Linked DNA regions of Macaca mulatta: region 1 is linked to region 2. A link is a contact called in public Hi-C data. All regions are on one chromosome and are shown on one strand. The core of a region is the stretch at or near the end of the contact, and the rest is flanking DNA. Distances in the headings are between cores, read along the strand shown.

Region 1 (7,136 bases), core at 2,152-4,651, 420 kb after region 2:
AAGATTGCATCCATTTATAATAATATCTGTGATGGTTGTACTCTGCCTCAGATCAAGTCTTTACCCTCTTCTTCCTGCTCTGTGCGTGGGAGGTTGAATTCTACAGATGGACATCATCTGTGCCCTCAGTTCTCTGACTTCTGATAGGGATTAACCAGAAAAGTCACCAGGAGGAGACTGAAGAGCAGGAGGACAGAAAGTTTAGGATATTTGTTTCCCAGTCTTTCCTATTCTCTGTAGTTCTGATAGTGGCTGAATTCTTCCAGACCTCAGCTCCTGTCAGGAAGCTACCATTCAAAGTATCTAGCACTCATCAGGGTCTGAGAATAATGTTCAGTTTCAATGACCAATCAGGCCTAACCATGGTAATGGCATCCTACTGTCCTACTGCTGTTAATCCTTGAGTGTCTCTTTATCCCTCGTGGTCCCCTTAACCTTACCGACACCTCTACAAATGGTCTTTTTATAACCGTTCTTCAGTTAAGTCCTTTTGAGTATGCCATCTGTCTTCTGTTAGGATTCTGACTAATATAATTTTACATTCTAAACTTAAAATTGCTAAAGAGTCTAGGTCTTCCTTAAATAGTTCGGCTTTGCATTTTGTTTTTACTTCGCTGATTTTCACCTACTTGACTACTGGAAGAGATGTCATAAACTTGGTATAGCTCAAATATTAACTATCCTGATCAAATGACTAGAATCTATAAATGTGTCTGGTTAAATCAACAAAAACCTCTCAAAATTTAGTAGTACTGATTTAAATATAGTTGTCAATTGTCACATGTTTGAGTTGTGGTTGTTAAAGTTATCACCCTGCTGTTGGTCTCATATCCAACTTTTTTCATTCTTTCCCCTTTTTAAGCAATGACACTTTAAAAACATGATGAAGGAAAACGGAATGAGCATAACATCGTATAAACACAAATTACTTGATTCCATAACTAGAAAAAGTGCTGGGGTAGAAAAAGACCGACAGCTTTTTCCTCTTTTCTGCCCACAATCTGTAGTATATCTGTGGGGAGCTTCCTGGTCTTTGAATATTTGTGCTTTTAAACCTCTGAAAGTTTTTCAACTGATACTAAAAATGCCTTTTAAAGTTTTAACTCATTTTAAAAATGAAATGAGCAATTGCAAAAGATTTATATTTCTTCTAAATACCTAATTTAAGAGAAAAGCCCAGACTGCTATTCCTGAAAAATTCCATGTCACTCTCAACCTTCCACTAATGAGATGAATATGTTAAAATCTCCTTCAGCAAATACGATTTTACCACCTGCTCACTTTCTCAAACTGAATGAATATACAAGTAAATGTCACATAAAAAATGGCATTTCCAAAAGTTTAATCCATTCTGTTTGTTTTAGGTTAAAATATAAAAACTTTCATCCTTCCAAAGGAAAACTACACTCTAAATTAGCATAAATGAAAGTCTCAAGATTAGTTTTTAAATTACAAATCAACCAAAACAGTGATAGAGGGCCCTCTGCTGTTCAAAAACAGTAAGTGGAAAATGGAAATCATGTCCATTCTTTTAAGATCCCGCTGCCTCTTCAGTAAATCACAACCTTTCAGGCGGGGGAGTGAGAGACTAGGGTGTCATTTCCCAACACTACTTTTATAAAGATGAAGTAAAATTTACAACTTAACGGCTGATTGGTTTTTAGTGGATATTTTTTAGTTGTAGATGGGTAAGTTAGGGGAATTGTGAAAAATAGCCATTGAGAAATACCATTGGAAATGTGATAGAAGTGTATTTTAAACTCTAACAACGTAGGATATGGTTCAAGATCTGACCAAAGACTAAATTTGGGCAAGAAGCAAAGAAGCTGCTCAATATATAATAATGGTGACGATAACAAATGTTATTAAATCTGATCACATTAATATCACGTAGAAAAAAAATACTAGTAAGATGTATTAAACAATTGCTCAGTGTTTTTGGTTACTTGTATCTGAATTCTTTGTTTTTTGCTTGCTCATTTACTCTTTTATTATTAATACCAATACTAATCATACTTTAGCATATGAACCAAAGTGTCCATTTCTCAGTTCTTAAGTTACACTTATTTTTTTAAAAAAAAGGCTCAAACCAAATTTTCTTGGGCATTTCAGGTATTAATTACTTATTTGATTAATTAACCAATTAGGATCTTCACATAATTCTGTGAGTAATGTACAACTCAATGGATAGGAGACTAAATCCGTCTTAATACCGTTTCCACAGTAAATTCTAACACTACCGAAAAAAGCATTATAAAGCAATTAAAAAGAAATAATTATAGTTTAATATTGTTTAAAAGCTAAATGAAATTTGCAGGCTTAAAAACAACTGTTTTTCTTCCACGAAGTTTATAGGGTCTTTTTCCTTATTCATCACTACGTAGAAAGCTAAGGTTGTTTTCTAGTTAGCCAGAATAATGCCCACGCTTAACATCTTCTCATGCTGTGCTGATATTAAGACGATTGACCATCGTTCTGCCTTTCTTTCTGTTAGTTGCTCTTAAGTCAATAAAGAAAGAATTCTTAGAAGAAAAAGGAGAGAAAGAGAAAGAAAAAAGAGAAAGAAAAGCAGCTACTGCAAAATATATATTTTATCACATACTAGGGAATATCATCTTAAGAAGTGCCATTTGTCACTTACCAAGGCCTTTCATGTATAGTATAATACTGTTATGGTATGGGATGGTCTCTTATTTGAAATTGACAACAACCTCAGAAAGAAGAAAAGTTGTTCTGGTGTCTGGTGTTTCCCCCGCTCTGCGTAAGAGGTGGGAGAATCAAGGTTTAGAAAGACTAGGAGATTTGCCCAAAGTCACACGGCTAGGAATTGGCTTCGATTCCCACCCTAGAACCCAAACCCGTGGCAACTCCTCGCATAGCCGCCTCTCACCCAAGCACACTTCTATTAGCATTCTGGGGGTGCTCTGGGCTGTGGCTCCCCCTGCTGGCGCACCACTGGGCTGCTAGGTTTGGTTGTTATGACGACCAAGGGCGAATAGCTGGGAAGGGAACGTATAAGGGCATTCGCGGAAAGCGCTCAGAAACCCAGGCCATAAGTGGAGGGAAGGAAGCTGTACACCGTGGAGTCACAGCTGGGGAGTTTGGTGGGCAGGACGGGCTTCCACCACTTCTGAAACGCCTGGGAAGCGTCGCGGCGGCGGCGAGCCTGGCAAAGAGCAGCCCTCTCACCTGCTCACTGCTCATGGCTGTGAGGACGCGCTGGCCTCACCGGCGCTTCTGGGTCGCTCCTGCCGCAGCACCCCCTAGAACGATAGAGGCTGCACGCCGGGACCTGCCGACGGTCTCAGCTCCCTCTGCGCCAGGGCAGTCTAGCGTCCCGGCAGCCTTTGTTGCTAAGCAACAGGCCCGCGCAGGTTCCATTTCCGGTTATCTGTTGCTTCTGGGGCTGGACCCGGAAGCTGGCGCGCGCTCCGCAAGAGGAGCTTTCCGGGGCGCCCCTGCTAGGGTGGTGAGGTCTAAGGTGTGCGTTGAACAACCAAGGACACTGGGTGGGTCCCTCCAATATCCTCTGATTACTGAAGTAGATCCTCACAGTTCCGCACCCTCCTTCTAACTGAGCTGGGTGCCTGGGACCGCTGCCTTAACCCCTCAGAGGTCTCGGAGAAACACCGGAATGAAATGATTACAAATTTCATTGCTAATGTGGGCGAGTGGAATAATGCGAACAAAGCATGCAAAGGCAGGAGCCAGTAAACACCTTTCATCATTCATGTGCTTCCAACCCCTGTGCTGTTGACTCTTCTCACACTCTAGAAAACTATCCTTTGGAAGAATACCAGTAAAGGAAACTTCCAACAATTCTTGAAACCAACATTCACAGATGGTTTACTACATGAAAAGTGGTGTGCTAAGCCCAAATGTGACCAAGACATAATTCTTTAGCCACAGGCTAGGGGGGTGTCCAAGCAAGCACTTAGCATGTAGTGGAGACGGTGCTAGGAATGGCAGTCCTCAAGGAGAACATAAAGCACCAGCTATTTTTCTCACGGAGGGTATGGAAGGGATATGGAAGCTGAAATGTGAAGGAAGAAGAAATGCCAGGCGAAGAATGCCAGGCAAAAAGCAGGTCACATACAAAGACCTGAGACAAGAGAGCATAGCTATTGGAAGTAGTGAAAATGGTTCTGAAAGGTTGACGGAGTAGCTTTGGGTAAAGGGGATTGGAGCCAGTCTAGAGATGAAGCTGAGGTGATAAGCAGGTGGTATATCTTAAAGGACCCTATAAAAGGGCAGGAGTTTGGATGTCAAAAGCAACTGACCTCCACTGAAAAGTTTTATGCTAAGAAATGGCACAATTCCATCCTGAAATTAACGAGGAACCTCAAGTGGACATAAATAGACAAAACAATCTTGAAATTGAAGAATACAGTTGGAGTACTCACACTTCTTTTTTTTTTTTTTTTTTTTTTTTTTTTTTTTTTTTTTTGAGACGGAGTCTTGCTCTGTCGCTCGGGCTGGAGTGCAGTGGCCGGATCTCAGTTCACTGCAAGCTCCGCCTCCCGGGTTTACGCCATTCTCCTGCCTCAGCCTCCCGGGTAGCTGGGACTACAGGCGCCCGCCACCTCGCCCAGCTAGTTTTTTGTATTTTTTAGTAGAGACGGGGTTTCACCGTGTTAGCCAGGATGGTCTCAATCTCCTGACCTCCTGATCTCCTGATCTGCCCCTCTCGGCCTCCCAAAATGCTGGGATTACAGGCTTGAGCCACCGCGCCCGGCCTCACATTTCTTGATTTCAGAACTTACTACAAAACTATAGTGACCTTAACAATTTATTTTCAACAAATGATGTTGGGAAAACTAAATGTCCATATGCGGAAAAAATGCATTTGGACCTTTACCTAAAATCATTATATACAAAATTATCTCAAAATTGATCAAAGATGTAACTGTAAGGTCTTAAACTATAAAACTCTTAGAAGAAAACTTAGAAGAACCGCTTCACGACACTGGATTTGGCAGTGATTTCTTGGACATGACACCAAAACGACAAAGAAAAAATAGACAATTCGGTTGCATCAGAATAAAAAACCTTTGTGCATCAAAGAATACTCTCATCAGTAAAAAGACAGTCCACACAGGCCGGGTGCGGTGGCTCACGCCTGTAATCCCAGCACTTTGGAAGGCCAAGGCGGGTGGATCACGAAGTCAGGAGATCGAGACCATTCTTCCTAACACGGTGAAACCCCATCTCTACTAAAAATACAACAACAACAACAAAAAATAGCCAGGCGCGGTGGCGGGCACCTGTAGTGCCAGCTACTCAGGAGGCTGAGGCAGGAGAATGGCATGAACCTGGGAGGGGGAGGTTGCAGTGAGCTGAGATCGTGCACTGCATTCCAGCCTGGGCAATAGAGTGAGACTCCATCTCAAAAAAAAAAAAAAAAAAAAAAAAATCCACAGAATGGAAGCAAATATTTGCAAATCTGATGAAGGATTAATGTACAGAATATTAACAAGTGTTAATGAGGATGTAGAGAAATTGGAACTCTTGTGCACCACTGCTGAGAATGTAAAATGGTGCAGCTGGTATGGAAAATAGTATGGCAGTTCCTCCAAAAATTAAAATAGAAATACCTTATGATCCAACAATTCCACTTCTGGTACAAATCCAAAGAAGTGAAAGCTGGGACACAAACATATATATATGCTCATATTTATAGCAGCATTATTCACAATAGTCAAAAGGTGAAGCAACCCAAATGTCCCTTGATAGACAAATGCATAAACAAAATGTAGCATATACATTCAGCCTTTTAAAAAGGAAGGAAATTCTGACACATTGCCACATCTCTACATCTGCTACAACATAGATAAAACTTGAAGACATTATGACAACTGAAATTGGCCAGTCACAAAATAAAAAAAAATACGGTATGATTCCACTCATCTGAGATAGGTAGAGTAACCAAATGTATATAGAAAGAAATTAGAATGGTGGTTGCCAGGGACTGGAAGAGGGAGGGCCAAGAAAGGGAATGAGGGAATTAATGTTTAATGGGTACAGAGTTTCAATTATGCAAGATGAAAAAAAAAATTGAAGATGAATGGTGGTGATGGTTGTACCACAATGTGAATGGACTTCATGCTGCTGAATCGTACACTTGACAATGATTAGAATGGTAAATTTTATGCTATATATGTTTTACCATAATTTTAGAAATTTATTATAAATATCCTTAAAATAAGAGGAGGAAAACTGAAGCCAAAAATAAAGAAGGAAAAATGACAGGAACATATTCCCATTTTACAGAAACCACCCTAATTTCAGCATGGTAGAAGAAAAGGAGGTAGGTGGGACTGGCAGAGAGACCTGTTAGAAGACTATTACAAGAGTACAGTGAGGGATGAGTATGGCTGGAATTGAGCCAATGACAGTAGGAATGGAGCAGATACATTCAAGAGACATGCGGGAGATGACTTCATTAAGTAGTAGATGTTTAAAGTAAAAGTAGGTTGAGGATCATTTTACTGCTTTGGATACCTGAATGGATGGTGGTATTATTCACTGAGTAAAAAAAAAGGAGAAGAATAAACAGGCTTTACAGAGACAGTGATGAGTCCAGCATTGGGCACGTTGAGTGTGAGATAGCTATAGGACATGGAAGTGTGTATATGGCTGGTAGACATTGCACATATTGGTCAGAGCTCAGAAGATAATTCCTGGGCTAAGGACATGGATCTGAAGCTAACATATAAATGACATCTGAATCCATGAGCATACATGAAATGGTTTGAGGAGTGTGTAGGGACAGAACAGCAAGGAACCTAGTAAAGAAAAAACTAATACCTAAACACTAACAATCTTTATGAACTGGATAGAGGGGGATCCTGCAAAGAAAACTGAGAAAAAGTTAGCTAGAGATAACAGGGAACTCAGAGTATAGAATCATAGAAACCAAGAAAAACAATATTTCAGGAAAAAGAATATAGAGAACAGTATCAAAAGCTTCTGACAATATGTAATCTAAGGATTTAAAGGTATCCATTGGATAGAGTGCCAAATAAGTCATTGGTGAATGTGGCAAAGGAGTTTCAGTACAATGCAGTGGGAGGATTTGGGGCCAGATTCCAGAGGCTGAAGAGTGAAAGGAGGGAGACCACCAGAATAGACAATCT
Region 2 (6,503 bases), core at 359-2,858:
AATCTGAGGACCACAGCCGTTGTCTCACATTTAGTGGCAATGGTGAGACTTGAAACTAGGACTCAGGCTTAATCTCTTTCCTCCACACGTCAGCACTTCTCCCTTTGTAAGCAGAAGTGAGGTTCATGCCCTGGCTTTGAAACAAGGAAAAGGGCATATGAGTAGTTCAGTGTTCTGAACTACGCATGGCAATCAGTAGGCATTTATTAAGCACAATTTTCGTTGTTTTGATATTTTTTGTAGAGATACAAAACAAAAAATAATCTTCTTTCATGAAGGTATAATATGCAGGTTAGCGGGACTACCTAGCCGTCCATACTGAATGGGTTTGGAAATCACAACTCTTTTCTCTACCTGCTCTGTGATACCAGGCAAGTTAAAGATTTGTGTGCCTCAGTTTCCTACCTCACCGTATTATGGGGATTAAATTTATATATATGTAAAACACTTGGGGAGTACTTGACACATAGTGAAGCCTGCGATTACTGCTGTTCATGGTTTTATGTTCTCTACTAGACACCAGTAAGGCACCCCCATAACTCGCTCTATTAAGTAGATTCTGGTTGGATATAGAAACCCAGGCACCCCAGGCGGAATGCAGATAAGCCTCAACATGTGGATTAAGAGCCAGGAAGCAGAGTAATGAAGCAAAAGATGTCCAGAGTCACCTTTTAAGAAAATGTGGGTTGGTGGTTGCTTAAGAGGGGAGGAGACAATTTAGATGAGAGGTATGGTGCGAGCAAAGGGCAAGAATGAGCACGGTGTAGGCACAAGTCCATGGAACTGCTTGGCCAGATCGGGATTTCTTTTCTCATAGAGTGTTAAGAAATAATAAATCAATTGAGGAGTAGAGGGGTGAAGACCTTGGAAAGTTACCAAAAGCCTCGAGAATTTGTCTAAATGCGTGACATGTTCTCAGGACTCAACTCTTTCTTTCTGGCTTGGAAGACCCGCAGTAAGTGTGGTCTAGAATTAAATGGGTGGGAGGGGAGCTAGGCAAAACACCTCGCACTTAGCACTAAATAAAGTTCGCTGTCGCCCTAAGAGATTGAAAAGGTTTCTTTAACAAAGGGGGCGGGATTAACTTAACGTAGATGTTTAACTCGTATACAGATGAACATTCCAGATGCTCACTCTGAAGCTTTTTGGCTACAGCATTTGGGTTTAGAGCTTCCATTACTCATCCGACTCGCCCAAGGCCTCAGCAACCGACGTTCTAAAGCCAGGAGAAAAGGCGAATGATAAAGGGCGCTCCACGCATGCGTTAAGAAGCTGCCCCAACTCCCCCGCGGCGTTCTTTCTTGGAACAAAACTAGCGCGGAGACACGGAACTCCGCAGTTTGCGTATACTTGAATTTCCTATTGCTCGGACGATCCGTGTGGAATCCGTGAGTAGTGCGGCTCCTTTACGCAACTGGCGTTATCCGAAGTGAATAGCTAGGTGGCGCGTGTACGCCCATAGCGTAGCACCCATAGGCGGACGGGGTGCGGCTGCGCAGGGAGCTGAGTGGCCCTTGTACGCCGCTAGCGTAGCAGGGTGTCTGACGCGCGGGTTTCTGCGACGCAGTTAGCGCAGTCGGCTTTGGTGAATACACGATTTGGTGCAGCCGGGGTTTGGTACCGAGCGGAGAGGAGATGCACACGGCACTCGAGTGTGAGGTAACTATAAAACCCCGATTTGTTTACATTCCCTCCCCCAGAACCGGCCCCGTGCGCGGCGGAGACTGCGAGTCCCGGGACGGCGCGGGGGTAGAAAGGGAGAACAGAACCGGGGAGTCGGGGCTGGGTCCCTCGGGGATGCGGGCGCTGGGGTTCCGCGGCTGCTGCAGTCGGCGGCAGCGAGCCGAAGCAGAGCGCGTGGTGGGCAGCGTGTTGGGCGTCTCGGCTCCTCGTGTGCGGTCTGGGCTGCTGCGGGCCGCGGGATCGGGAGCCGGCGGCGTCCGCTCCGCGTGCGGAGCCTCGCGCCCCCCTCACCCTCCTGTGGAGGTTGGCTGAGCCTCGCGGGCCGCGCCCGGGGTGGGGGAGTGACCGCTGGGCGGGCGGCGGCGGTTAGGGGGCTGCGCGCCGGCCGCGGATGGCGTCGCCGGCGCGGGCGGGCAGGTCTTCGGGGGCTTGGCGACCAAGCGACCCGGTTTCTTCCTGTCTAGTCGTCCTCTCTGGTGTATAATGGGGCCAGGGGACCCCGGGATGGAGCCTCGGCGCCGCTGTTCCGGACCGAGGCTAACGGACGGCGGCGCCTCTGCTCCTACTAGTTTTCTCCCGGACCAACCGAAAAGCCGAGGCGGAGCGCGGGGTAGTGAAGATCTCGGCCTGTTGGGGGTCCCTGGAGCTGAGGGCAAGGGTGGGGCCGGGTCGGTGGGACAGGCCGGGTGGGCCGGAGGTGGCGCGGCAGCTCGGCTTTGTTCCGGAAAGCCCTTAGGTGGAGAGCAATGTGGGGCGCGGCAGAGGGAGCGTGTAGAGGAACCTTCGTGCACAGCCTCTCCGGGTCTGGAGATCTGCTGAACTCCTTGCCTCTCTTGGGGTCCCCCGAACGCCCTAGCTAAGAAGGGCGGGGGGCCTTGCCAGGGCAGGAGCGACATGACGTTCAAGGTTTTCCTGTGGCTTCTGTAAAGAAATGTTCACGTGGGAGCTTGTCCACATGGGCTGTACTAAGGATCTGGCACGAGGAAGAAATATCACTGCAGAATCTGAAGCCCTCCGTTGGAAGGGTCGTTCTCTCGAGTACCTATTCTAAGTGACAGTGACACAAAACACATGTTAGAAAAAAGCAAAAAGGATGGTAGGTTATACTGGTTTTCTTAAAAAAACTTTAATTTATGCTTTTTGCTGTTAAGTCCTCTAATTTCACATTGGAACTGAGTCATTCTTGGAGCAAAACTAGAGTGTAATAGATTTACATTTCCTTTGTGTTTTCTTTTTCGATATGTATCTAAATTGTACATAATTAAGAACAAGCAAGTAATGGAAAAGCTGGAGATGTAGAATTTAGTTCCTTCTAACTTAGTATGCAATTGAAAGCCTCAACTCGAGACTCCTGTGTATTGTTTTATATTAGGACTCTTGTACAAATATTTGAGAACCTTAATATGAGTTAGTTACTTTTTCTAGATCTTGGGGATCCATGCCAGACAACGCACATTCTACAGACACTGGTTACTCCAGTGGCTCCTTACTGGAAACAGATACATAATATCAGTGATAAGTGCTGTGAAGAAAATAAAACAACGATGTGCTGGTAGGGATTTTTAACTTTTTTGTGTGATGAACCACAGAATGATGGTTTTAAATGTATGAAATACATAGAATTGCAACAAAAACCAGTTGGAATGAAATACTTAATGAAGATATTAAATATGACATCTATGTGTCAGTAAAGCATTAGCGAGGACTGTAAATGATCTTTAAAGAGTTTAGCTTAAATTTAATCTAAAATTCCTATCAGGTATTTCACATCGCTGTAATTTTTGCCTGCATTCGTAACTGAAGAGATTAAATTTTTTTTAATCTTTTATAAAAAAAAAATAAATCTTTTTTTTTTTTTCCTGACCACATTCACAAACATTCTGCGTTCTGTACATATACCCCTGGATAAGAACCCCTGTGCAAGAATGACTTTGGTGCTACTTCAAAAGGAGTGGTTAGGGAAGACCTCATAGGAAATGACATCAATAATATATTGCATGATAACCTATACTAGTTCTTACTGTTACCAATTTAAATTCTAACCGCTTGAAAGCTAACACGGTCCTTCCCTTTTTTTTGAGCACCTGATTTGAAGTACTTTGAGTAGGCCTCAAGTGTAGTATGCAAGTACTAATTAGGGGGTGTGCCTTTTTTCAAAAGTGATTTTTGGAGAAGATAGGATGTAGTATTATAGCAAGGATAATTCAGCATCTGGGATCATTTGTTTCTGATTAGAGAAATTTACCTTGTTAATACTCTGTTCACCCAACCCTTCTACCCTCAGTGTTGACCGATACTGGAAAAAATTGAAGGCTTTGGAGTTAAATTTTAAAGGTTCAAAACCATGATCTATTAATTAGTTGGCTTACCTTGAGGAAGTTGCTAATCTTAATTTTCTGTTTGAACTTCAAGTACAAAAACCCTACTCACACACTTAATTGTGACCATTAAATGAGATAACCAAAAGGCTGAAGATGATAGTGAATTGATTTTACCTTTTTTCTACATACAGACGTTTCAGTTCTTTCATTAGTGGTTGAAGCACTGTGTTCCTTTTCTTCCTCCACCCCCTCCTTGACTACCTCCAGAATGAGCTTTGATGGTCTCTACTGGGCCTTTGGGGGGGGGGGGGCGGGGGCGGGGATACAGTTATCCTGTTGTTTTTGCTCTGTTGCTTATATATAATACTCATGGATTTATTTCTGCTTCTCTTCCATTTTCTAATTTATAATAACCTGTGCATCTTGTTTTCCCTGCCAAACTAAATTTCTTGAGGGAGTACATACTGCACAGTTTTTTTGTCATATTCTGCTTATGACACATGAATATGCAGAATTTGTCATGCTCTTTAAGTTTAAAATGCTAATTGAGTGAATCAAAACTTAAATTCACCATTATGGTTAGGCTAAAAATGTCAGCTTGTATTTATATAGTGCTTACCGCAGTATTGGAAATACCATGAGTTTTGTATCAGAAGGACGTTATTACTAGTGCATTTTAAAGTGATACTCACCAGTCATAGTTGCAAAAGTAAGTACACAATGGAAAATGGAAGAGAAATGTAGGCAATCAAAACAAAACTAGTTTTTTCCTTTATAACAGAAGTTTTATTAATTCATCTTTCATGTAAGTGTAGTTCTCATTAAAAATGCCCTAAAGCTTAAAGTTTGCAAGGCTGCCCAGCCTAACCCACAACAGTTTGATGCTGCCCCCTAGCGTTTGATTCCCTTCGCTTTTTCCTAAAATAAGATAAGGTTTAAATTACAATTAGATTTACTTAGTGCTATAAATTTGGTCTATTTTAAAGTTTCCTCCGTCTACTTAGTGTTGCTAATAAGATGGACATAAGTGTTTTTTAACTGGTTAATTATGATTGCTTTTAGCCTCCAGTTTTCCAAATGGGGGTGAATTTTGGGTAAAGATAGAACAATCACAAAGTTACCTTGCTCCAAAAAAGAAATTTATGTATGGGATTGTTTTCAAAGCAGGAAGTTAGCCGTGTAAATAACAGCAATTTTATTTATTTAATCTGGGCTTCTCCTTATCTTGCATGATATAAAAATCTACTTTCTAGATTAATTTAGTTCCGTATAACTTTGTATTGCTTTGACTGAACTAATAAAGTTTGAAAGTGTTAAATTTACATTGTGAGCTTTTTTTAAAATTTGAATTTATTTCGTACTATGACTTCTATAGAATAATTCTTAAAAACTAGTTTCAAGTTTCAAGGACCTCTTAGTAGCCACAAGATTTCCTTTTTTATATCATTAATATTTTATATGAATGCTGTAATGAAATCCAAGTATTCATTTTACACGCAGATATATACCACAATATACCACTACACAAAGGCAATGAACACATGACATTCTACAAAATCTACAGAAAGGATTTTCTATAGTCAGTGCAAACCCTAAGGTTTTAGGTTTTTTTCAGATTATTGCAATATCAGTATATCAAACTCTCTTTTTCTTTTTATTATCCTCTATAAGTTCTGTGGGTAGATCACAGGATAACTTTTAGCTTTTTCTAAAATACCCAAACATATTCTCAATAAAAAATTATTGGAATACTTAAAAGTATATTTAGTAGGTATGAAGAAATATAGAACCAAAATTACATTTTTAAATAATAGTATGTATTTATTTAAATAGAGACAAGGGTCTTGCCATGTTGTCCAGGCTGGTCACAAATTCTTGGGCTCAGGCAGTCCTCCCATCTTGGCCTCCCAAAGTGCTGGGATTACAGGCATGAGCCACCGTGCCCAGCCAGTAATACTACATTATTTCCAAATTGACTGCTTAGGAGACCACATGCAATGTTCAGACGTGTTAAAACAGGACACAATTCATTGTATCACATCAGTAATTCTATGTCGAATACTATTTTTCTATCAGAATGTAAGGGTATTTATGTATTGCCAGATACAAGGAATGGATATTTAATAGATTTTTACTGGTAGATTTTTTTACGTTAAAAGGTGTTAGAATAGGATGCTACTGGTGATACAGGTTTGCAGGCTTATACAAGTATAAGGACAAAATCTAAAATCTTGTTCAGGTAGTGTTTTCACAATCTAAAAGTAAATATTTTGTCATTACCTACTTTTATAATCATATTTTATAATTACTCAATTTTAGATACTGCTGAAAGAGATATCAGATAATATCCTTGTATTAATATTTCTAATCAATTTTACCCTTTTATATACTCTACTTTGGGGGACTACCCCATCCCATTAAGATTTTTAGGGATTAGAAAAGTAAAAATGTTGTAGGATGTATCCTTATTAATATCATTATGTACTTTCGTAGGATGAG

Evidence for each region. A called contact is a pair of places that touch in the nucleus more often than the background predicts.
Region 1: a contact with region 2 is called in a Hi-C map of fetal cortical plate, with 3 times the contacts expected there. The contact joins the promoter of DNAH7 here to the promoter of SLC39A10 in region 2. A contact is called at or near these places in 2 of 14 Hi-C or Micro-C datasets (fetal cortex germinal zone and fetal cortical plate).

Annotation. Positions count from the first base shown.
Region 1 is chr12:101,038,261-101,045,396 of T2T-MMU8v2.0, forward strand. It overlaps DNAH7 (dynein axonemal heavy chain 7), which reads right to left and starts at 3,402. Exons shown (of 65, transcript XM_015131765.3): 1 at 3,190-3,402. The coding sequence starts at 3,204.
Region 2 is chr12:100,618,458-100,624,960 of T2T-MMU8v2.0, forward strand. SLC39A10 (solute carrier family 39 member 10) reads left to right here and starts at 1,609. Exons shown (of 10, transcript NM_001260918.1): 1 at 1,609-1,659.